Linked DNA regions of Mus musculus: all the other regions are linked to region 5. Evidence: chromatin contacts called from public HiChIP or PLAC-seq, Micro-C and promoter capture Hi-C data. All regions are on one chromosome and are shown on one strand. Each heading gives the region's core, a stretch centred on a gene start, on an enhancer-like site or on the middle of the called end of the contact. The rest is flanking DNA. Distances are from core to core; before and after follow the strand shown. Region 1 holds the start of B3galnt1 (UDP-GalNAc:betaGlcNAc beta 1,3-galactosaminyltransferase, polypeptide 1). Region 2 has its middle 14 kb from the start of Il12a. Region 3 overlaps Ppm1l (protein phosphatase 1 (formerly 2C)-like). Region 4 has its middle 18 kb from the start of Il12a. Region 5 holds the start of Kpna4 (karyopherin (importin) alpha 4). Region 6 overlaps Ppm1l (protein phosphatase 1 (formerly 2C)-like). Region 7 overlaps Iqschfp (Iqcj and Schip1 fusion protein).

Region 1 (2,700 bases), core at 83-2,582, 470 kb before region 5:
AATCTTCGACATATTGCCTATTAACCACTGAAGAGAAACATTCTCCGTGTTTGTTTATCATGGAACAGTTTGGAGAATACCTCTCCCTACTTCCATGGTTTTAGCTTTGGGTCAAGTGAGATTGTGTTTGAGAGTCCATATTCTCCCCCCATGGAAATAACACGCAGAGCTCCATGCAGTGTGTAAAGGAGTCTTACCATTACATCCCGCTTCTGGTTCAAGAACTTAAATTACTGAGCTGGGAGAGCAAAACAGCAGTCAAACAGAACTGAGCAACTTCTAAAAGTCCTGCTACGAAAGAAAACAGGTTGTGCTACATCTATATATTCTACACGGACGCATAGAGGCAATAGTCCAATCTTGATAAGATCATCTTTCTAGGAAGTCGGTGTGGCTTTCCGACAAGAACATGGCGTACATACTAGGTGATATTGTAGAATTCTAGTTTCTCCAAATCGATAAGGCTGATCCCGGCTATGTTGAAGTCACTAGTTTAAGAAACGCAACCTAGAGCGTCTAGGGAAGGATGGGAAAGCGATTCTTGTGAATTGTTGTTAAATTTTGGTTGCTTGTATTTAGGTGCTCACTGAAAAACTGTTTCCTTTTAGGTGGAGTGAGGCCAACCTGTTCACAGTCCTAAAGCCAAGACACCAGAATGGGTCTTTGTTTTCAGATGACACTTTGTTTCCAGGGGCCTTTTGACAGAAAGCAATTTTTGAATGGAACCACCTCCACCCTAAGTCCTGGGAGAAACAGTCAGTACAGAAACACCCAGCTTTCATGACCAAAGGCTTCTCCCTTCTCCCAGAGAGGCACCATTTGGGTGGAGATGACTAAGTGGAGCTGACCAAGGGTTCATAGCACTAGACGGTTTCTAGAGGCAGTTGAGGGTGTGGGGGTGGAGGTGGGGTGGGGTGCCAGGACTCTCTGAGCCTCTGGTCCACATACACCAAAGCTTTCCTCTCCCCACCCCCACTCCCGCACTCCTGAAAGGAGAAACAGCCTTCTGAATGTGCCAAGGCTTCCTCCTTTCCAAGTCAGCCCTGGGGCGGAAATCTGCGGGCTACACATTTAGGCATCTCCCCGAGAAGGGAGAAGGGAGAAGCCTTTGGTCATGAAGGCTGGGTGTTTCTGTACTGACTCTGTTTCTCCCAGGACCTAGGGTGAAGGTGGTTCCATTCAAAAATAAAATTTCTTGCTTTCTGTCAAAAGATGGCACGAGGCAGAGAGCCGGGGTTGGAGGTGGAGGACTTAGGCGAAGCCTGCGGTGGCCGTGATGCTGGCGCCCGCCCGCGGCAGAGGCCGGCAGCTGCGGCGATAACAGCGATAACGGCGCTGGGCTGCGGACGCAGGGACCCCGCGCGCGCGCGCGTGCGTGAAGGAGGCGCGCGCCCGCCCGCTCGGCGTGCGTGCGGCTGCGGGGAGTCCGTGTTCGCGCGCAGAGAGCGAGCGCGGGCCGCACCGTTGCGGGTACCACGGGCGCACGGGAGGTGAGTGCGGGGCGGGCGGGCGGGAGGCCGAGGCGGGGAGACGGTTGGGCGGCTGCCGAGCGCCCCTCTCTCTCGCGGCGCAGCCTTCTAGGTTCGTGGGTCGGGGCTTCGAGGCCCCGGGCGCCGCTCGCTCCTCCGTGGAGCGGGGCGCCGCGAGCTGCCACGCCCTGGGCTCTGGCCTCCGCGCCTGGTCTCGGGGCTGGGTCTCGAGGCTCCGGACGAGAGACTCGAGAATCTGGGCCACTTGGAGGGGCGTCCAGTGCTCTTGGCGAGCCGGGCCACCGCGGCCTCACGGATCCATCCTGCCCTGCCTTGAGCTATGTAAGCCTCGGGGGCCGAGGTAGTGGTGGCCTGGTTGTCACCGCGACCAAGGAGAAGTGGAGAATACTGTCCGCACGCCACGCCGATGGACCTGCTGCAGGCCCGGAGGGAGGAACGCACATTCTAGGCGGGAAAGGGCCTGTGGTCCCTAGGGTAGGAGAGTGCTTCCTGGGGGAGAGGTGGCGAGGAGGAAGGGAATGGGAGATTTGGAAAGAGGAGACTCCTAAAGATTAAGGCTACATTATTAATAAAAGGTCTGAGTGGAATGTACAAAGCATTGTAAAGGAACTCTTAGATGGAGGGAGCCTTACTTTTTCAGGCTGTAAAGGATGCGGCCAGCTGCAGCACGGAGAGCTAGCTGTGTTTGTGACTGCAGGACTAAAAGGTGCAGGACTAAAAGGCAGGCATTGATTTTTGACTTAAGTAGACCCCCCTCCCACAAACCCCGTTCCCAGCCTTTAGGAGAAGCAGCTTGCTTTGTTAGGAAACGCTACTGCCAAGTAAGGAATTGCCCAACGGTTTGTTTTTGGAGGGAGGTAGGACGATTTGCAGTCTTCACCCAGATGAAATCTGTGTTTTACCTTTGGGTGTCTAAGGCAGACGCAGGGAGTTTGAGCTCTCTGAAGTGTTGACACCTCATAACTCTAGGAAGGGGCCTTCCTTTTACTGAGAGAAAAGTGTGGCATTTTCTCTCTTTCACGTTGGAAGATTTGATTGAAATGAATGGCCACCAGGGAGCTGCAGCATTAAAAACTATTACATTATCGAAATTGTTCTTGGTTGTCGAATGGGACGAGAAGAGAGAAGAAGAAAGCATCCAGGCCTATCCAGAAAGGAAGAGCCAGCTGATGCTGATGCAGTTTGTCAGGGAGAGACCATTGATTTTAGC
Region 2 (2,700 bases), core at 132-2,631, 450 kb after region 5:
GCAGGGAGAGAAAGACTCTGTTGATTTTTAAGGCTGTGGCCCCCCACAGGTCAACCCCACTCTAGGCAGGCCACTACCAAGGGACTACACAAACTAGACTCAACAGTTAAAAAGTAGAGGAGGGGAGGTGCATCTAGGAGGAGGGGGTGAATATGACCAAAATATATTGTACAAAATTCTCAAAGAATTAATAAAAATATTTAAAAACTCCAAAAATAAAATAATTCCCAGGATGGATGGGGTAAATTTTATATCACAGCAGAACATATGCTAATATCTTACAAACTAACTTTCATGAGAGATGATACAAGATTTCCAGACCTTGGCATGGATCTGAGATTAAAGACAGAGGCAGATTGGAGCCCCTATGTGCAAGCCCAGTGGAGGGAGGCAGAGACAGGAGAATCCTGGAACCACAACGACCAATCTGGAGAGTTTGTCACACAAATTACTCAGTGAAATTTATCAATAACACAGACAAAGTAATTAAGAACATGAGGACCCCAGTAGGCCAATGAGAAAAATCATTAACAGACAACTCACTGAAGAAAGCTATAGTTAATAACTATGTTAAAAAGATATGAGACGGCTCAACCAAATACAGGTACATGAAATAAATCCTTTTAGGTTGACAAAGGTATGAAAGGGAATTCATAATGAAACTGTTTCTGAAAATAAATTTGACAAAGTTTATCAAGAATCTGAACTTTCTGGAGCCGTTGACCCCGATAAAGCCAGGAATATACCTTAAAGAATTTCAGAAATGCAAAAGACAAAAATTGTAATAACAAAATAAATGCCAAAGTATGGGCAGGTCTCTCATTAGAGAAGCTTAAATGTGGTTAGCATTTACAGAATATAATACAGCCTTATGATTAAGTTTACAAAGAGCTTTGTCAAAATAACCTATGAACATTAAAAATAAAATAAAAGCAAGTGACTTAAAGCTATTGTGGGAGGAGGCTTAAGGTGCTGCAAGCTCGCTTAGACCTGAAACAGCTTAGGAACAGGGAAGTTGGAGAGGGACGGCATAGGAAGTGGAGAGAATCAGCCAAAACGTTGCCAGTAACTGTCACGGAGTCACGGCTGTGGCCACAGCTGAGTTTGAAGATCACTGTGTGCAACATCCTGTCGCGGTACCAGGAGATAAACGCGGGGCCTGTGTGAGGGTTGGCGGTCTGCTTCCGTGGAGACCCACTTGACAGAAGTCTGAGTTTCCCCCTCAGCATCTCTCCGCAGCCTAAGAATAGCAGAAGCCGAGAAAAATGAGTGTTGGATAAACTCAAGTTTGGAACTGGGCAGAAGGAGGTGGGAGGGAGTCAGGGTAAGGAAGGCAGCTGGAGTGCCTGCTTGAGCAATGAGTCACTCAACGGAAAGCCACCAAACATGTGTACTGGGTGCCAGGCACTGGCTCCTCTGCACCTGGGGCGGGGCGTGGGGGGCGGGGGGCGGTATCAGGGACTCAAAAACACTTGGGGGAAAGGACGGGGTGGGGGTGGGGGGAAGGCTGAGAGCAAGACACGAACTACATAATAAGCTGAATATGATTGTGTGATTGGAAACGAAGGAAATGGCAGAGCTTGGAAGCCCCAAACTGCAAATATTTATTTTAAATTTGCTCCCCTTTCTTCCTTAACTATTTTTGCATTATTTGAATTATATCTGATCACATGCGTACAGAGGCACAGACTCCCTGCTTTGAGTTCTGAACAAGCTCTGGGTGGGCATAGCAAAAAAAGACAGATTTTATAAGCGGGAATTGCTTGATGAACTATTTATAAAGATAACTGCTTGGCACGTGTGCACAAGGCTGCCTTCTTTAGAGGGTTAAGGGCGTATCTGAGAGATCGGGCACTGATTTAGCACACATTAAAAACCTTGGATTTGCTCACCATAACTGGCACCCCTCAAATTAACAACATAAGTCAGTGTAGACTTGTGCAAATATGGCGATTTGCAACTTACTCGGAGAATATCAGCCAACCAAAATGAAATGCACTGGGGTGGGGGGAGGGGAGCAGGGCGGTGGGGAGACAGAGGGTGAGCATCAGGTCACTCGGGACTGCTAAGTCTTTTCTGTATTTGTTTCTACCTTGTTTACTTTTGAAATGGCCAAGGACAGCTGGACACCCTAGCTCATGCCAGGAGTCCCAGTGTGAAGGCTGAGAGAGGAGGATTTTGAGTTCAAGGATAGCTGGCCTAAGGAAACAACAAAATTTAAAAAGCAAACAAAAGGCCAAAGAGTTTGTGACTTGATTCATTCACCAAAGCTGGTCTAAGTATAGTCCGGGTAGAAAGGGAGGCATTACAGGGGGCAAAGGTACCTAAAGGTTACTTACTACCCCCAGGATACAATAAGAAGGCATGAAGGTACACTCTACATAGCTCATACCAAAGAAATAAAAGAAAGCTTAAGAAATCCAGGACACAGAGAAACACTGTCTCGAAAAACCAAAAACCAAACCAAACCAAACCAAACCAAACCAAACCAAACCAAACCAACAACAAAAACAACAAAAAAACATCAACAACTAAAAAGCAAAACAGCAACACCGAGGTAAGAGGCTGGCGAGATGGTGCAGCAGTTAAGAGCACTGGCTGCTCTTACAGAGAAGCCGGCTTATTTCCCAGCATCCACTGCGGCTCCTACATCAGACACAGAGCCCCAGAGTCTGAATTTTACCGATATGGATGTGCGAC
Region 3 (2,700 bases), core at 13-2,512, 380 kb before region 5:
TGCCACCATCTTGCAATCCTGACTTTGTTTCAGGAGGTCAGTATGACTCACTTGTCATGCTTACGTTCTACTCCTGTAATCCCAGCTATTTTGCCCACCAAATCCCCGATTTGGAAATTCCCTACCCCTGAGCTATAAAAATCCTTGTCTTCCTCATATCCATTGCTGACCTCTTGAACCCCAACGCAATGGGAGGCATCGGCAGCCTGTGTGCATGAATAAAAATTGCTGGCTTATATTAATGGCTTGCCTTGATGAAGCATCAGCCATGATGATTTGGTCCATGGTCTCTCTCTTCCCATCTTTGGGATTAATAATAGCTCCCAAACATTTTGGGTGTTTCTGATTTATGGCCAAGGACATAGATTGAGGTCCCTAGCTCCAAATTGCCACCTCTTGTCTTCATCGTGGCTGCCCCTGGAGGAGCCCTCACTACCCTAGGAAGCAGGTTCAACAATCTATCTGGCTTTTAAAGGCTGAATTAGGTCATCATGTGGGAATCGGGATAATCGTTCACTGAGCACTTTATTGTATATATCTACATGTTATACACACACACACACAATCTAAGAAAACTGCAACTTAACAGTTTTCTATCTATCTAACTTATAGATGGTTGAAGTAGGAAATGAGTATAAGATGAATTCATTTGCATTCGGTACATGAAACTTTAAGACTCCACCTGCTGTCCTGGTCTGGCACACTTCTTATCCATGGTCTCACATTCTTTTTGTCTGACCTTTAATTAACTGTATAGCACCAGAACCATTTGGGCCTGCATTGGATTGGTCTAGAGCCCATTATCATTTGCTTTTTTTCCTTAGGAATTACTGAAACCCAAGGGACCTACCTGGCACAGGAGCATAGCCAAGCCACGAGCAAAGGGACATGAGTGACATGTGTGGCCCTTGACCAGTGTGGGGGTGGGAAAGTAGCTCAATGGCCCTGGGTGCGATCCATAAGCTTCCAAAGAATGTAGCCCTGCTTTGGCAGCCGCTGTCAAGGGAACCCAACTGCACAGGTGCTCCCCATTTCCTGCTTTGGTGGCAATGTCCCCACTCTTGTCCCCTAGATCACACTAAGACAACTCTAAGGTCTTTTGTTTAAGGCTTTTTCTGGGACCCCCAGGTGAAAACAGGCTCAGTGTTCCACATACAAGGGACCGTGTGACAGAATGTGTGTGGTGCTGAGAGAAAAGCTGCTCTATCAGGAACCAGCTTTAGCCTGTGTATTAAGCAGAGCTTGGTGATTTGTGAGGTTCCTCTTTTACCCTCGCTGACAAAGAGCTGAGGAGAAAGTAAACAAGTCGTTATGGTATAGTCCGCCATCCGCCATGCACGGCTCGCTGTGGTTAGCACATTTACTTCATTTTTTTATGGCTTTGATTTTGCTGTTTTACAATATTGCTATTGTTAACTATGGAAAATCATACTTCTAGGAAACACATCAGTTATAAGTAATAAAAAGGTAATCTGTGGCACTTTTCTTTTCTTTTTTTTAAATGAAATGAACTGAGCTCTGGCAAAGAAGAGGCCATTGTAAAAAATGATGCACACTGCCGCAAAGATTAGTAATCCATTTAGACAAAATTCTTCTACCTCTCCTGTCCTTCCCCACTGCTCAGACTGCTACATAGTCAATGTTTGTGTTGCATGAACAGTGGCTTCTAGCAATTTCTCTGTGTCGTTCGTTGGCCAGTTCCCCTCAGACTGATGACTACGGAATCCTAAGAGCACACTCAGGGGTTCCTCAAGGATGCGCACTATAAAAGCTCTCCATCCTACCAGAAACGGCCTAAGCTGCACAGCCCAGCACCAAGGACATTAATTAATGAAGTCAACACGATGGATTACTCTGGGCACTAGAAGGTGGCTGGAAAACAGTGCACCGCACAAGGCAATTTACCAAATGAAATCTCGAGCGTTAAGTAGATCCCAAGGACTGACCTCGACATCCTACAGATGACTTTAACAGCAATACAGTCCTGTGGTTACAGACCTTCTGAGCCTAAAAGTCAGCCAAGGGAGTACTCGTTTGCCTTCCATACAGCAAGAGGACAGTCCATACATGAGAAATCCTATCATTTAAAAAAAATTATCTTGTTTTTCTCTATAAAGAAAAGTGTTTGGGGCTGAAGAGATGGCTTAGTGGATTCATAGCACTGACCGCTCTACTAGAGGTCCTGGGTTCTATTCTCAGCAACCATACGGTGGCTTACAACCATCTGTAATAGGATCCAATGTCTTCTTCTGGTGTGTCTGAAGAGAGCCAGAGTGTACTCACATACATACAATAAATAAACAAATCTTAAAAAGAAAAAGGGCTCACTATTAACCTGGACTACCTTGAAGTTTATCCTAAGCATTGCAGCAAGACCATGAAATGTTGGTTACAGAAGCTCAGCGGCACAGAGAGGAGGAGAGGGCGAACAAGGCATCCCTGCCTAGCAGCCACTCAGACATAATCCCAGGGTGCAAGTGTTTTCCTTGGTGTGTATGTGTTTTCCTTAGTTCTAATCAAACACTGCTTCAGAGACAGGGAGCGGCTCTAATTCCCTGTGGCAAACAATGGCAACCTGATTAGAAAGAAAAACAGAGTTGTGGCTCGAGTGTCCCAATCACTGGAGGTGACAGTCACATCCTGACATTCTAAATTTCAGTGTTAACGTGTGGTTTCCGATAGACTCAGCAGAATCTGTTG
Region 4 (2,700 bases), core at 60-2,559, 420 kb after region 5:
CCACAACATCTTTATTTACCAATCAGGAATAATTTGGGATCAAGGTCACATGGTGTCGGGTGGGGCTACATGCAGATCCCCTCTGGGACAACCAGGTCTTGGGGCTCAATACTAGCATTAGAATACAAGCAGCATCAGGCCAACCTACTATACCCACTCACTTCCTGCAGGCAGATGAGCTTTCCCCCCAGGTTATGAGAACAAGGAGAACTGGCTCCACCACTCATTGGCTACAGTACTCAGAAGAGTGGGTCCTGCAGTAGAGCAGAACAGCTCCTGGTTTTGTAGGTACAGGAGAGCTGGTAGCTGACCAACTCAGCTCCCACCCAGGCCCAGATCCAGGGCTTTGAGTTGGACCATTCCAACATCCACCCCATCTACAAAATACTAGAATACTTGAAAGGCCAGTCCTGCAGATCCAAAGCTGCAGGCTCTCCGTGACACAGGGTAACAACAGGATATCCTAGAGGAGTCTCAGTGAGGATCCATTATTGATAGTATAGCAGAAGCCAGAGGCCTCAAACCAGGCCAGTGACTCATGGCAATGAACATTTGCAAGGAAAGTTGTTTGGGCAGAAGGGTCTACTGTGGGACACACCACAGCTTCCACAGTGAGAGTTATTTATTTATATTCTTTGTTTTATTTTAGGAGGGAGATTGCAAGGCAGATATGAAGGAATGGGGAGATGAGTGGGATTGGGACCCAAGATATGAAATTCACAGGAATCAATAAAAACTTTTTTAAAAAAGAAGCAATGAGCTTTTGGCTGTGTAGGAATGTCTTAAAGGTGGTTAACATGCACTTCTTAAATAAGGAGTTTGTTTTGTTATAAGTGAGTATAAAACTGTGAGGAAATATTAAATGCATCATCTATTCTTATGTAGAACGAAGGCTGAAATGCCCTGAGCAGATATGTAGTTAGTTACCCTGCCTAGGAAGCTGGGGAGAGTGGATTAAGATGGCTTTCGCCCAGCTGGAGCAGGAACATAGCAATACTGATGACATTAGACAGAAGCCACAATATGCACACTGAGATCACTGAATTTGAAGCAAGATGAGGGCAGAGTGCTGTTCTTGCCCAGTATTTTGATAACTGCTTGAAAGATGTCGTCTCTGCCCTGGAAGGTAAGCAGGAAATTATATGAATTAGTAGCTTACATGAAATCAACGTGAGTGTCGGGGAGCAATTTTTAATATGAAAAGTGTTGGCTGTTTGCTTACAAACTTCAGTTCAGAGGATTATGCAAATTCAGTGGTAAGTACGGGGTTACCACCGTTTAATAATGATGACTCATGCCGCAGTTAGAGGAAGGGCTGAAATTCCAGTTCAGGTGACCTAAACAAACGCTTACTTGTCTTCAAAGCCTCTGTCCCCATCTGCTCCAGGAGTGCAACATCCACTCAGACACAGGTGCTTGTCAAATTCTAGGCCGGAGACAAGTCTTAGTAAAAGGAAGATGAAGGCTGTCTGCAACTAGAGACCCAGCCAGTATAGACTGAGCCCGCCCATCTCCAGGCACTGAAGCAGTGCTCAGGGAGGCCACTGGGTGGCACCAGTGAAGCTTGCCCACACTGTAACAGAACACGGGAAACCAGTAAGGGCCACAATTGTCTGGACTCAAGCCAGACCATAGGGTTCATTCCTCTGTTTTTAAGATCCTCTCTCTCTGTCTCTCTGTGAGTCTCTGTCTCTGTTCCTTTTTCTCTCACTCTTTCTCTTGGTCACATTGCTACACTTGAGCTCAAAACAATTCAAACCTTTGATTATTTATAGTTTATATGATCAGAGCACCAAGTTGCTTCTCAGGGAACTCTACTTACACATTTTCTACTCTAAAAATGCAGACGTGTATAATTGTGCCGTTAGGGTACACTAGAAGTCCAAGCAGGTTTCAGGCCAGCGAGGTTACTCTGGAGGTTTTTGAGGTGACAGAGTTTAGAGTCACCTAGGAGACACACTTTGGCTGTGCCTGTGAAGGTGCTTCCCCTGGGGTTTAAGATGTGCTCAGCATCACCTCGATGGCTTTATTCGGTTGGGAAAGGAGAGATCTGAGCCCCAGGCTCCATCTCTCTCAGGTCCCTTACTGCCAACTATGCAGTACATAGAACTACAGAAGTTCACACAGAACTTCTTACACGGCTGTGTCATGCCCACCATGACAGACTGTTCCCCTGTATTCTGAAACTGTGATCCCCCTCACCCCAAATAATCCCTTCGCTCCTTAAATTGCATCTTGTCAGATATTTTCTCATAAGAAGAAAAGTAACAAAGTCAGAGCAATTGCCCAGCATGTTGGAAGAAGCAATCCCCAGAAACGGGAGTAGGGTGGGGGTGGGGGTGGGGGTGGGGGTGGGGGTGGGGGAACAAGCAAGCAAGTAACCAACCAACCAACCAACCAATCAAGCAACCAAACATCAAATGACTTCATTTCAGAATGCCATTCCAGGCCGGGCTGGTCTACTTCCTGAAAAGCCAAGCTCTTTTCCAGGACATCTCTGGAGGTCTGCTGCCCTCTGGCGTTTTCTCTGGAGAAATTCAAGCATCTTCTCAGAGGACCTTCGCGTATCATTCCCTCCCCCTGCTCTGGTAAAACTGCAAGGTCTGATTCTCAATTCAGGGTCATTTACTTTGGGAAGCGGGCGAATGTATAGCAGAGATACGTTTAGTTGAGGCACAACCAAGAAGACCGTATCTGATC
Region 5 (2,700 bases), core at 93-2,592:
AAAGAACCAGAAGCCAAATGTTCCCAAAGGGTTTTGTAATAGAGTTTTTTGCCAAGTTCAGACACATTTAGCTTTCCTCTTCCTTCTGACTCTGAACTGCCACTGCTTCACAAAAACCACACAATTTGGGGAACTAATAATTGATAAATGAACACACACATTTGTTTGTTTTTAGACAGGGTATTATGATGTAGCTCAGCTGGCCTCAAACTCATCTCCACCTGCCTTTGCTAGATTTAACGTGTGGATCACTATGCTCAGCTTAAATATAGTTTTGAAAACATGTCCTCACTCTCTTTTCTGAGCCTAGGGCCTCCAGCATAATTAGCTTCTTCCAATGAGTTGTATTTCTATTATTATTATTATTATTATTATTATTATTATTATTAATTTATCTTGAGATGAACCCGCAAGAGAAGAGGGGAAGTGTCACTAAACTGCTCGAAGTGGCTTTGGACTCTTGCTCTGGCTGGCCTTGCTCTTGGGCTACTTTAACAGCTCCTCCTCTTGCCCAGTAGCTACGATTACAAACCGAGTCACCGGCCCGGAGCGATTCTGAAAAATTTGAGAGGCTCTTTTGTACCTGTTTTACATCCGCCTTTGGTTACAATGTTCCTGGTTAAGAGGTTTCTTTGGGATTAACTTCCTTTATCAAGAGTCACAATGTTGCATTTGCTATGTCATGGCTCATAGTCGTCATTCTCTATAAATTAATACTTTGTGATCAAGCAGTTTAATTTCCCAAGAGAAACTGCTCAAAATGGGGGTATTAGGGAAGGACCAATTTTTCTCAAGTTTCTACCTGTTGCGAACCTTCTACCTTCCTTTTCCTACCGGGTCCCTCTAGCTTTCCCTTCAGTTTTCAGAATGCACATCACCGTAGTCAGTCCTAGCCACGATGCCGGGTCCTAGGTTGGTTCGCAGTTCCCAGAACAGGACTCAGGGTTTAGGACTTCACATGTAGCTTAGACACACCTCTTTGCCTTCCAAAGTGAATGAAGCGCTCAAGTAACACCGGGGGAGAAAAGAACGAAGTTCAGAACCCCAACATCTAAAGCCACCCCGGGAATCATCCCACCATAACCAGGACCACTACACCCTGCCCATCCCCGCCCGCTCCCGGATCTGCTGCTCTTCGGCTGCCTCGGGTTTCTCCCTCCGCGCGTGACCCCTCCCCTCCCAAGCTCCTGCGCCCCGTCCCTTTCCTGCCCCAGACTCTCCCTTCCCCTTTCCTTTCGCTCTTCCGTCCCCCGCTCTCCATCGTCCCTTTTGATTGGCTAAGCACTCCGGAGCCCGGCCGGCCAATCGGCGGACCGGGTTGGCGGCGATGGGCGTGGCCGTAAAGCCGGGCCCTCAGATCGAGGCTGCCTCCCCCTCTCAGCCGGCAGCACATTCCGCCGCCGTTGCCGCCGCCGCCGCTGGCCCCGCAGTCGTCTTCGCCAGAGCTGCTGTGGTACCCGAGCTCAGGGCAGGAGAGGCCAGCCAGGAAGCGGAGGCCCGGCGGGCGAGAGGAAGCGAGCGGACGGGCGGGCGACGCAGGCGGCGGCCGGCTTCCTGGGAGCGTCTGTGCGGCGCGGTGGTTGGGGCGGATCCCGCGGGGCCCGGGCGGGTGGGGAGAGTCGCCGGCCCGGCCATGGCGGACAACGAGAAATTGGACAACCAACGGCTCAAGAATTTTAAGAACAAAGGCCGTGACTTGGAGGTACAGTGGGGTCCGCGGCCTCCGGCCCCCGGCGGGACGCGGGGTGCGTACGGAGTCGGGCGGGCGCGGCGGCCGGCATGGCGCTGGGCGGGCGGGCGAGCGGCCGTGACGCGGGCGCCGCGCCGGGAAGTTTGTGCCGGGCCTGCTCCGCCTCCGCCGGCGACAGCGCCGGGGCCCGCCGGGTGCGGCCTAGGCCTGTCCTGTCGAGCCGGCCAGACACGGGTGAGGGCGGCGGGCATATCAGCCGCGGCGGAGGCCCCGCAGCGGCGGAAGCTCAGGCTCTGCTCGAGCCCCCGACGCCAAGCGTCGCGGGTGGAGGGCGATGGGGGAGCGAGCGGCGACCTCGGAACTTCTCCGGGCCCGAGACGCCTCCACATGCAGGTTTTCCTAATCGCCCCGACTCTGGTTTTACTTCAATGTCCAAACTACAGGAGTCAACTTCTCCGCTGGAGAAAAAGAAAGAAAGAAAGAAAGAAAGAAAGAAAAAAAAGCCACCCCCGCCGCGAGAGGCGGTCCTGGTGATGCTAAGCAGTGCCTTCCAGCGGCCTGGGTTTCAGTTTGGTCCTAGCTGATTCAAAGATGTGGCTCACGATGTGTCCCTTTCCAGTCAAAAGATCACCTGCCTCCACCGCCTTATTTGAGCTTGTCCACAGATCTTTTTACTCCTCTCTGAGAAGAGACCACCAGTTTGCATTCTTACATAGAAAAGTCCAAAGGGTTATACAAAGCTGTCATCCCCTAGTCTTCTCGGTATCCTTTCTCTCCACCTCCTGGTGGTGGTGGCAGTGAGGAATCCGGTAGGCTATGGACTGACACCATCACGTATTATTTTAAAGGGGGGAAGAAGGCTTCGTTGTCATAGACACAGTTGCTTCCAAGGTTCGATGTATTAAGCACACAGTTTCTTTCCATTGTGACTTTTTTTTTTAATATAGGGAATTTAAAAAAAAAGTCAAGCTTTTAGCTTCTTATCCCCTTTTATGTTCTGGTAACTTCTT
Region 6 (2,700 bases), core at 167-2,666, 310 kb before region 5:
CCTAACACTAACACTATCAGTCTACAAAATCCATAGCCTACTTACACTTTGCTAACACGTTTATATGTATGTTTTTCTTCATGGCTTTTTATAAAATCTTTTATTAACAAAAATTTAGCCAGTAGGGAATAGGAGAGTAGACCTTAATTAACTGTTCATACAAGTGATAAAGAAGGATTTCTAATACCTTAGGTCAGGCCGGTAAAGGAGGTGGGACAGGAAAGAAGAGGCTGGAGAAGGGCTGAGAAGGGTTTCTGGGCATCCTGAAGCCCACCAGAATTGCCAAGGGGCCTACACTACTCCTATCCTCCCCCAGACCTGCCATCCCCACCCATCTACAGGTTGATTCAAAAGGATAAGGTAAAGGTGACTGAGAGGAACAGACCACCAGTACCTTGCTCATGGAAAGAGAGTGTCTTTTTGGGAGGTGTCAAGTCATGCTCTGGAAGCTGAGGTCCAGAAATCAGAACTACCACACACTGAATTGCTTCTCTGAGACTTAACACTACTTCTTAGCTCAATAAACTTCTGGAAAGTTTTTAATAACGATACCGGGTTGTCACTTGGTTTAATGGTATACAAGATCTTATCTGTCACACTTTCTTTCCCTAGTACTTCAGGAAACCCTAAAACAGCATGAAAATGGCCCTGTTCCATGGTATGGAGGCTCTGGGCTGGATTAAATCCCTGGCACTAGTGCTCTGCTGCAGTGATCAGCTTTTAGAGACCATTCAGCTAAAGCTCACCTACTCAACCCCTGTTTACTAGGAAGTGGCTTCACAGTGGTTAGTAAGCGCATTAGTCACTGAAGAGTCACTATGAACAACGTTAGCATCATCAGCTCCGCGGGGTTCCTCGAACCACAGGGGCAGAGCTCAAACATCTGGCTAATCTCTACTGTCTATGGAGAAATGAGGCCCCTTGTCATTTCTTCAGTGTCATTGCTTTCCAATCCTCTGTCCTTTGTAGTAGGTTTCAGCAGCTACAAATCCCTGCACCCCAGGTCCCAGGAGAGCCATGAGTTTCTGCCCACTACATTTGTAGACCACTGCGTTATGCTGTCAGGTCAGCAAGTGTGGCATCTACTGCTTGTTCTACTTAAAGCTGTAGCCCACTGAGAAGGTTTCAATTGTAAAGTCTAATTAATCATACAGAGCTCCCCACTACTGAACATAGCTTTGCTATGAAGCCCTTTAATTGTCTGCAACTGCCTGGTTTCTCCCTCTCTTTTTTAAAACGCCCCATCACTTTGAATTTCTCTTTAGACAACAGTCATTTTCTTCCAATTTCATCCCGCATTTGGATGGTAAATTCTTGATGGATCGGAATTGTGTCATCCCTCTATTTAGATGAATAAATTGAGGCTTTAGAAAGTGGAACAACTTGTCAAATGATAGCAAGTGGCAACGTGGGGACTCACGCCAGCTCTGAGTAACTCTAGGCTCAGGCTAGTTCCTCCCCTTATCCTCTATATCCCTGAACCCTTCCTTAGACAGCAAGTTAGCAGTTCCTTTAGCAAAACAGGAACACAGCACACTGCCAGTTGGAGGTGGGAAACATTAAAGTGATGTTCTCCTGATGGGCCACCATTCCTCCAATCATACTCTGGGGGAACAACAGCAATAGCAACACCACAAGTAACTGAATTTGGGGGCCATTATTTTTATCTTTTAAAACTTATGAGAGTGGAGATGTAACTCAGTTGACAGAGTGTTTGCCTAATATGTACAGAACTCTGGGTTCAATCCCCACCATGTTAATAGCTAGCCAGGGTGGCAGACATCAGTACTCTTAGCACTCAGGGGTTGGAAGCAAGAAGATCATAATTCCTGGCCATCCTTGTCTGTAGAGTGAGTTCAAGTCCGGCTTGGGATACATAAAAGCCGGTCTCAAACAAAGGTTTTTTAATGGGAAAGGAAAGGAAACTTGAAAAAGTTAGATGGATACTGGCAGCTTTATTCAGGACACGTGAGATCATTTAGCACAACCCTATACTGTGGTGCATGGAGTTCTGAGTGTATATGTTTCATATTTTAAAAGACATAGGACATTAACATTTCTTGTTACATATCATGAAATACAACTATCCTTCATGAATTTCACATAATTCACTAGGAGAGTATCTTGTAGCAAGGAGCTTTAACAGTAGCATTTCACAGTACAACACATACAGTAACTGACTTCAAAGCCATGAAAAAAACAAACCCGCGTTTATTGCCAGCATTTCTTTCCCCGTCAATCCTCTTCTATCCCTTTTGGTAGCTTGCTTATGGCAGTGCATAAATGTATATACCAAAACTCACGTAACTTGTCAAATGCTTGCCCTTTATTGTATGTAAATTATAATTCAATAAAGTAAACCTAAAGTCTTAAGCATGCATTTAAATAAATTGCCAAGCCAAATGCTCTAAGATCTACCATTACTAGGATTACAGCTGGCAGCAGCCTACTCTGTGCCAGCGCACGGTGATTAAGTGCAGCAACCCACACGGCGTCTGACATTCAATGAGGAAGTCACAAAAAAGTAGAATGTGCTTCACACCATGATTAATATAGGATCCCTATATTTAGTTTCTGTTTGAACATTTCCCCTCCTTTCCCTCCATCCCTGAACCCTGCTGAGGACATAGTATAAATCTGAAGGCTAAAGATCACAAAGTTTTGATGAATGAAACAGACAAGAACATGACAGACTCTTGC
Region 7 (2,700 bases), core at 147-2,646, 510 kb after region 5:
CAGAAGGGCTGCTGCAGATTCACAACAGAATAAACACTGAACAGCCAGGAAAAAAGACAAGATAACGGCTCGGCCGGTGGCCACGTGGACTTACCATGGGGGACAAGGGCGTGTCCAAGCTGGTTTCCGTCTTACTGTCATCTGCATCGCTGTCCTTGTCACTGCCGCTGTCATTGACAAAGCATATCTGGAGGTTCATCCCGCTCTGTAGTCTGGGTGGGAACAAGCGGGACAGTCATTCTGCTTAGCTATTTGTTACCTGACTGTAGCTGATTAAACGGGGTTAACTATCAAAACAGTTCTATGTGCTCTTCATGTGGAGAACTTAGTGACCCAAATCATTCTACATTTCCTTCTGTTGTGGTTGAGACAGGATTTTGCTACGTAGCCTGGGATGGCAATCCTTCTGCCTCAGCCAATTCTTTCCTGCAATTAAAAAGTTTATCAGAGGGCCTCCCAGAATTCCGGTCTTTTTTCCACATCAGTTTGTCGCTTAACGCTCTACGTTATAGCACCCAGTGGATAACAAACACAGAGCTGGCCCATACAGAAAGATGTTTTGTGTTTGCAGTTCTGCCACTCGAGATGAACAGACTTGAGCCAATAATGTGGTGGAATGCTATTTCGAATTCTGCTTTAGAAGGACAACCCAAACAAGTTCACAAGAACCAGTGTCCCAAGACTATGAAGAAAGTTTCCTTCCCCTCCAGGAAGACAGGGACACTCAATGAGAACCTTTATTTAAAGCGGTTGCCAAAAGCCAACAGAGGAAGCGCAACTTCTGTCACTCAAAGACAAAAACACCACAGGTCTGTTTACCCCAAGAGGCAGAAGCAAATCCCAGGGTGTTGGAAGTCACAGCACGCATGCGCTTCTGCAGACTGGCCCCCACACCCAGCACCATGAGAACAGACTCCTCTTGGGAGCTCAGGAGTCTGAAACTCCAGAAAGGATGGTCTGGAGTCAGACAGGACAAGCACTGCGATGACCGTGGCCAGACGGTGGGCTCCGCTCTTGGTCCTAACTAGCTTTTAAAGGTGAACCATATCCTCTCAGTACTATTTGGTCATTCTCAGGGTCTCCAGCATCCCAGTCCTGTGGGAAAGTAAGTCTTGTATGTGTGTGTGGGTATGTATGGGGGTGGGGTGCCAGAAGGGGCCATAGGGAGCCATTCTAAGCCCACTTTGGGGCAAAGGACACCAAATTTGCTCTGGTGTTATTCATGCTGCAAGGATCTAATCTAATACTTGACATTGTTTGGTTGTCTTTATCCTAATGATGGAGAAGCTTTGCACGTCTTGCTCATGACTACACTTGCTCCCCCATTTAGTCTCAGCACTGCGATTAAGATGGATATGTACTGCCACCTATTGTTAGACTTTATAATTGTACAAGCTCCGGCTTAGTTTTCCCTTAAAAAACCTTCCTGACACAGATGAGGAGGCCAGGCCCAGAGCTGAAAGGAAGCAGGCCACAGGATGACTGGTTTACAGCGGGTTCCAAACCCTGAGTTTGCTCAGAGCTTGGCATGGGGAGGGTGCTCTGTACATATGACCTACCTTCCTTTCTCCACTTTCTGGAAGCTGGGCAAAAACACAGAGACTCTTAGAGCTGACGTGACTTTCTAAAGGGACTGTACCCTAACACTGCTCCCACACTGAAAGCCACCCCATGATAGTCTGCTGTCTGAAGGAAGACTCACTCACGCCATCCATAACTAGTCAGCAGCTGGCCCTACAGTTGTGCCGGGACCTGCCTCCTTTAAATTTTCTTCACGTATCTTGCGGTATCTAGTATGTTCAGATTTCCCTTTGATCCAGACACGCTGAGTTTAGCAGATTTTTGATATCTGCAGTTCATCTAAAAAGTAGAATCAAGAAATTTTAACAATAAAATCAAGATCTATGGTTCGGAAGGTGATAGCAAGGACAGTCTGGGGACGCATTTGAATCTCACTCCAGTCAAGGGTTATATAGCATTTCCTAGATATGAATAAAGTCTCACAAAGAAGCTGCCTGCTGGAGAGAAAACTAAAAACATAAACAACCAGCAAGAAAGGATATCACAAAACCAAGTTAAAGATGCCCACGGACAAATATCTTCATTCTGAGCAAAAAATGATTATAAATTCTACAGCTCTGCCCCCAACTGGCCAACCACCCACAAGGAACTTCTAACAGCTGGGGGGACTTCAAGAATGCTTCCAGTACAGATTCAGAGCCCCCACCCCACCTTAGTAGCATAGTAGCCCGGTGGGAAACTGAATGAAGCTTGGGTGGGTGGGATGGGGGTGGGGTGGGGGGAGGGCTTGTAATTCCTTACAGCAGTAAGAAAGCTGCTCACAGGGACAATGGGACATCATGGCTGATTAAGAAAGGGTTTTAGTAAAGACATCTTCAATGGGCTCCCATTTCGAGGGGGATTTCTTTGCCTTTAGCCTTTAATCGCATTTTAGGAGGAAGACAGCTCTGGGTGAAACTCAACCACTTTCCCCAAGCAGAGAGGCTTGGCTGAAGGGTGATAGGGCCACCAGGTCTTCTGAAGGCCTCTGTGCCATGGAGTCAAAGAACAGATAATCCCCACTCCCGCCTTCCTGCCTGGCAGTGAGATTCACAGCTGTCTGCACAGTTTATTTCTGAAAAGTGCACTTCCCTGGGTCTCTGACCTTTTGCTACCTCACTTAAATCCTGCTTAGTTCAG

Evidence for each region. Promoter capture Hi-C pulls out the DNA fragments that hold promoters and counts their contacts. A called contact is a pair of places that touch in the nucleus more often than the background predicts. HiChIP or PLAC-seq counts read pairs in DNA pulled down with a chosen protein or histone mark.
Region 1: a contact with region 5 is called in a Micro-C map of embryonic stem cells, with 5 times the contacts expected there. The contact joins the promoter of B3galnt1 here to the promoter of Kpna4 in region 5. A contact is called at or near these places in 12 of 39 promoter capture datasets (the 3T3-L1 cell line, 3T3-L1-derived adipocytes, cranial neural crest and 6 more), 2 of 484 Hi-C or Micro-C datasets (embryonic stem cells and palatal mesenchyme) and 7 of 115 datasets of contacts at active chromatin or transcription factors (the NIH/3T3 cell line, embryonic forebrain, embryonic stem cells and 2 more).
Region 2: a contact with region 5 is called in a promoter capture Hi-C map of pre-B cells. The contact joins the enhancer-like site here to the promoter of Kpna4 in region 5. A contact is called at or near these places in 1 of 39 promoter capture datasets (pre-B cells) and 3 of 115 datasets of contacts at active chromatin or transcription factors (the 230-238 cell line, memory CD8 T cells and thymic regulatory T cells).
Region 3: a contact with region 5 is called in a promoter capture Hi-C map of the HPC-7 cell line, with 2.8 times the contacts expected there. The contact joins the enhancer-like site here to the promoter of Kpna4 in region 5. A contact is called at or near these places in 4 of 39 promoter capture datasets (the HPC-7 cell line, HPC-7-derived erythroid cells, liver and 1 more), 1 of 115 datasets of contacts at active chromatin or transcription factors (stem cell-derived neural progenitor cells) and 1 of 9 other capture datasets (embryonic stem cells).
Region 4: a promoter capture Hi-C map of pre-B cells shows a contact between it and region 5, with 3 times the contacts expected there. The contact joins the enhancer-like site here to the promoter of Kpna4 in region 5. A contact is called at or near these places in 2 of 39 promoter capture datasets (the HPC-7 cell line and pre-B cells), 1 of 484 Hi-C or Micro-C datasets (pre-B cells) and 6 of 115 datasets of contacts at active chromatin or transcription factors (the 230-238 cell line, large pre-B cells, neural tube and 2 more).
Region 6: a FOXA1 HiChIP or PLAC-seq map of pancreatic cancer cells shows a contact between it and region 5. The contact joins the enhancer-like site here to the promoter of Kpna4 in region 5. A contact is called at or near these places in 2 of 39 promoter capture datasets (hematopoietic stem and progenitor cells and neural stem cells) and 5 of 115 datasets of contacts at active chromatin or transcription factors (acute myeloid leukemia, embryonic stem cells, microglia and 1 more).
Region 7: a promoter capture Hi-C map of pre-B cells shows a contact between it and region 5. The contact joins the enhancer-like site here to the promoter of Kpna4 in region 5. A contact is called at or near these places in 2 of 39 promoter capture datasets (the HPC-7 cell line and pre-B cells) and 3 of 115 datasets of contacts at active chromatin or transcription factors (the 230-238 cell line, large pre-B cells and pro-B cells).

What each region holds. Positions count from the first base shown.
Region 1 is chr3:69,597,592-69,600,291 of GRCm38.p6, reverse strand. It overlaps B3galnt1 (UDP-GalNAc:betaGlcNAc beta 1,3-galactosaminyltransferase, polypeptide 1), which reads left to right and starts at 1,332. Exons shown (of 3, transcript NM_020026.4): 1 at 1,332-1,490.
Region 2 is chr3:68,675,617-68,678,316 of GRCm38.p6, reverse strand. No RefSeq gene overlaps it. Among named protein-coding and RNA genes, the nearest start is that of Il12a, 14 kb to the left of the region's middle. Within about 2 kb of position 1,381, at least 223 of the 459 cell types and tissues checked have an H3K27ac peak or open chromatin away from gene starts, as enhancers often do. A contact at or near this core is called in the 230-238 cell line, memory CD8 T cells, pre-B cells and 1 more, where this site is marked.
Region 3 is chr3:69,503,858-69,506,557 of GRCm38.p6, reverse strand. The region is part of intron 2 of Ppm1l (protein phosphatase 1 (formerly 2C)-like); the gene reads right to left. Among named protein-coding and RNA genes, the nearest start is that of Gm52607, 43 kb to the right of the region's middle. Within about 2 kb of position 1,262, at least 33 of the 459 cell types and tissues checked have an H3K27ac peak or open chromatin away from gene starts, as enhancers often do. A contact at or near this core is called in the HPC-7 cell line, where this site is marked.
Region 4 is chr3:68,708,215-68,710,914 of GRCm38.p6, reverse strand. No RefSeq gene overlaps it. Among named protein-coding and RNA genes, the nearest start is that of Il12a, 18 kb to the right of the region's middle. Within about 2 kb of position 1,309, at least 73 of the 459 cell types and tissues checked have an H3K27ac peak or open chromatin away from gene starts, as enhancers often do. A contact at or near this core is called in the HPC-7 cell line, pancreatic cancer cells, pre-B cells and 1 more, where this site is marked.
Region 5 is chr3:69,125,734-69,128,433 of GRCm38.p6, reverse strand. It overlaps Kpna4 (karyopherin (importin) alpha 4), which reads left to right and starts at 1,342. Exons shown (of 17, transcript NM_008467.4): 1 at 1,342-1,702. The coding sequence starts at 1,634.
Region 6 is chr3:69,439,102-69,441,801 of GRCm38.p6, reverse strand. The region is part of intron 1 of Ppm1l (protein phosphatase 1 (formerly 2C)-like); the gene reads right to left. Among named protein-coding and RNA genes, the nearest start is that of Gm52607, 22 kb to the left of the region's middle. Within about 2 kb of position 1,416, at least 62 of the 459 cell types and tissues checked have an H3K27ac peak or open chromatin away from gene starts, as enhancers often do. A contact at or near this core is called in pancreatic cancer cells, where this site is marked.
Region 7 is chr3:68,613,952-68,616,651 of GRCm38.p6, reverse strand. It overlaps Iqschfp (Iqcj and Schip1 fusion protein), which reads right to left. Exons shown (of 11, transcript NM_001113419.2): 7 at 95-212. Schip1 (schwannomin interacting protein 1) reads right to left here. Exons shown (of 8, transcript NM_001113421.1): 4 at 95-212. Among named protein-coding and RNA genes, the nearest start is that of Gm22073, 68 kb to the right of the region's middle. Within about 2 kb of position 1,396, at least 22 of the 459 cell types and tissues checked have an H3K27ac peak or open chromatin away from gene starts, as enhancers often do. A contact at or near this core is called in pre-B cells, where this site is marked.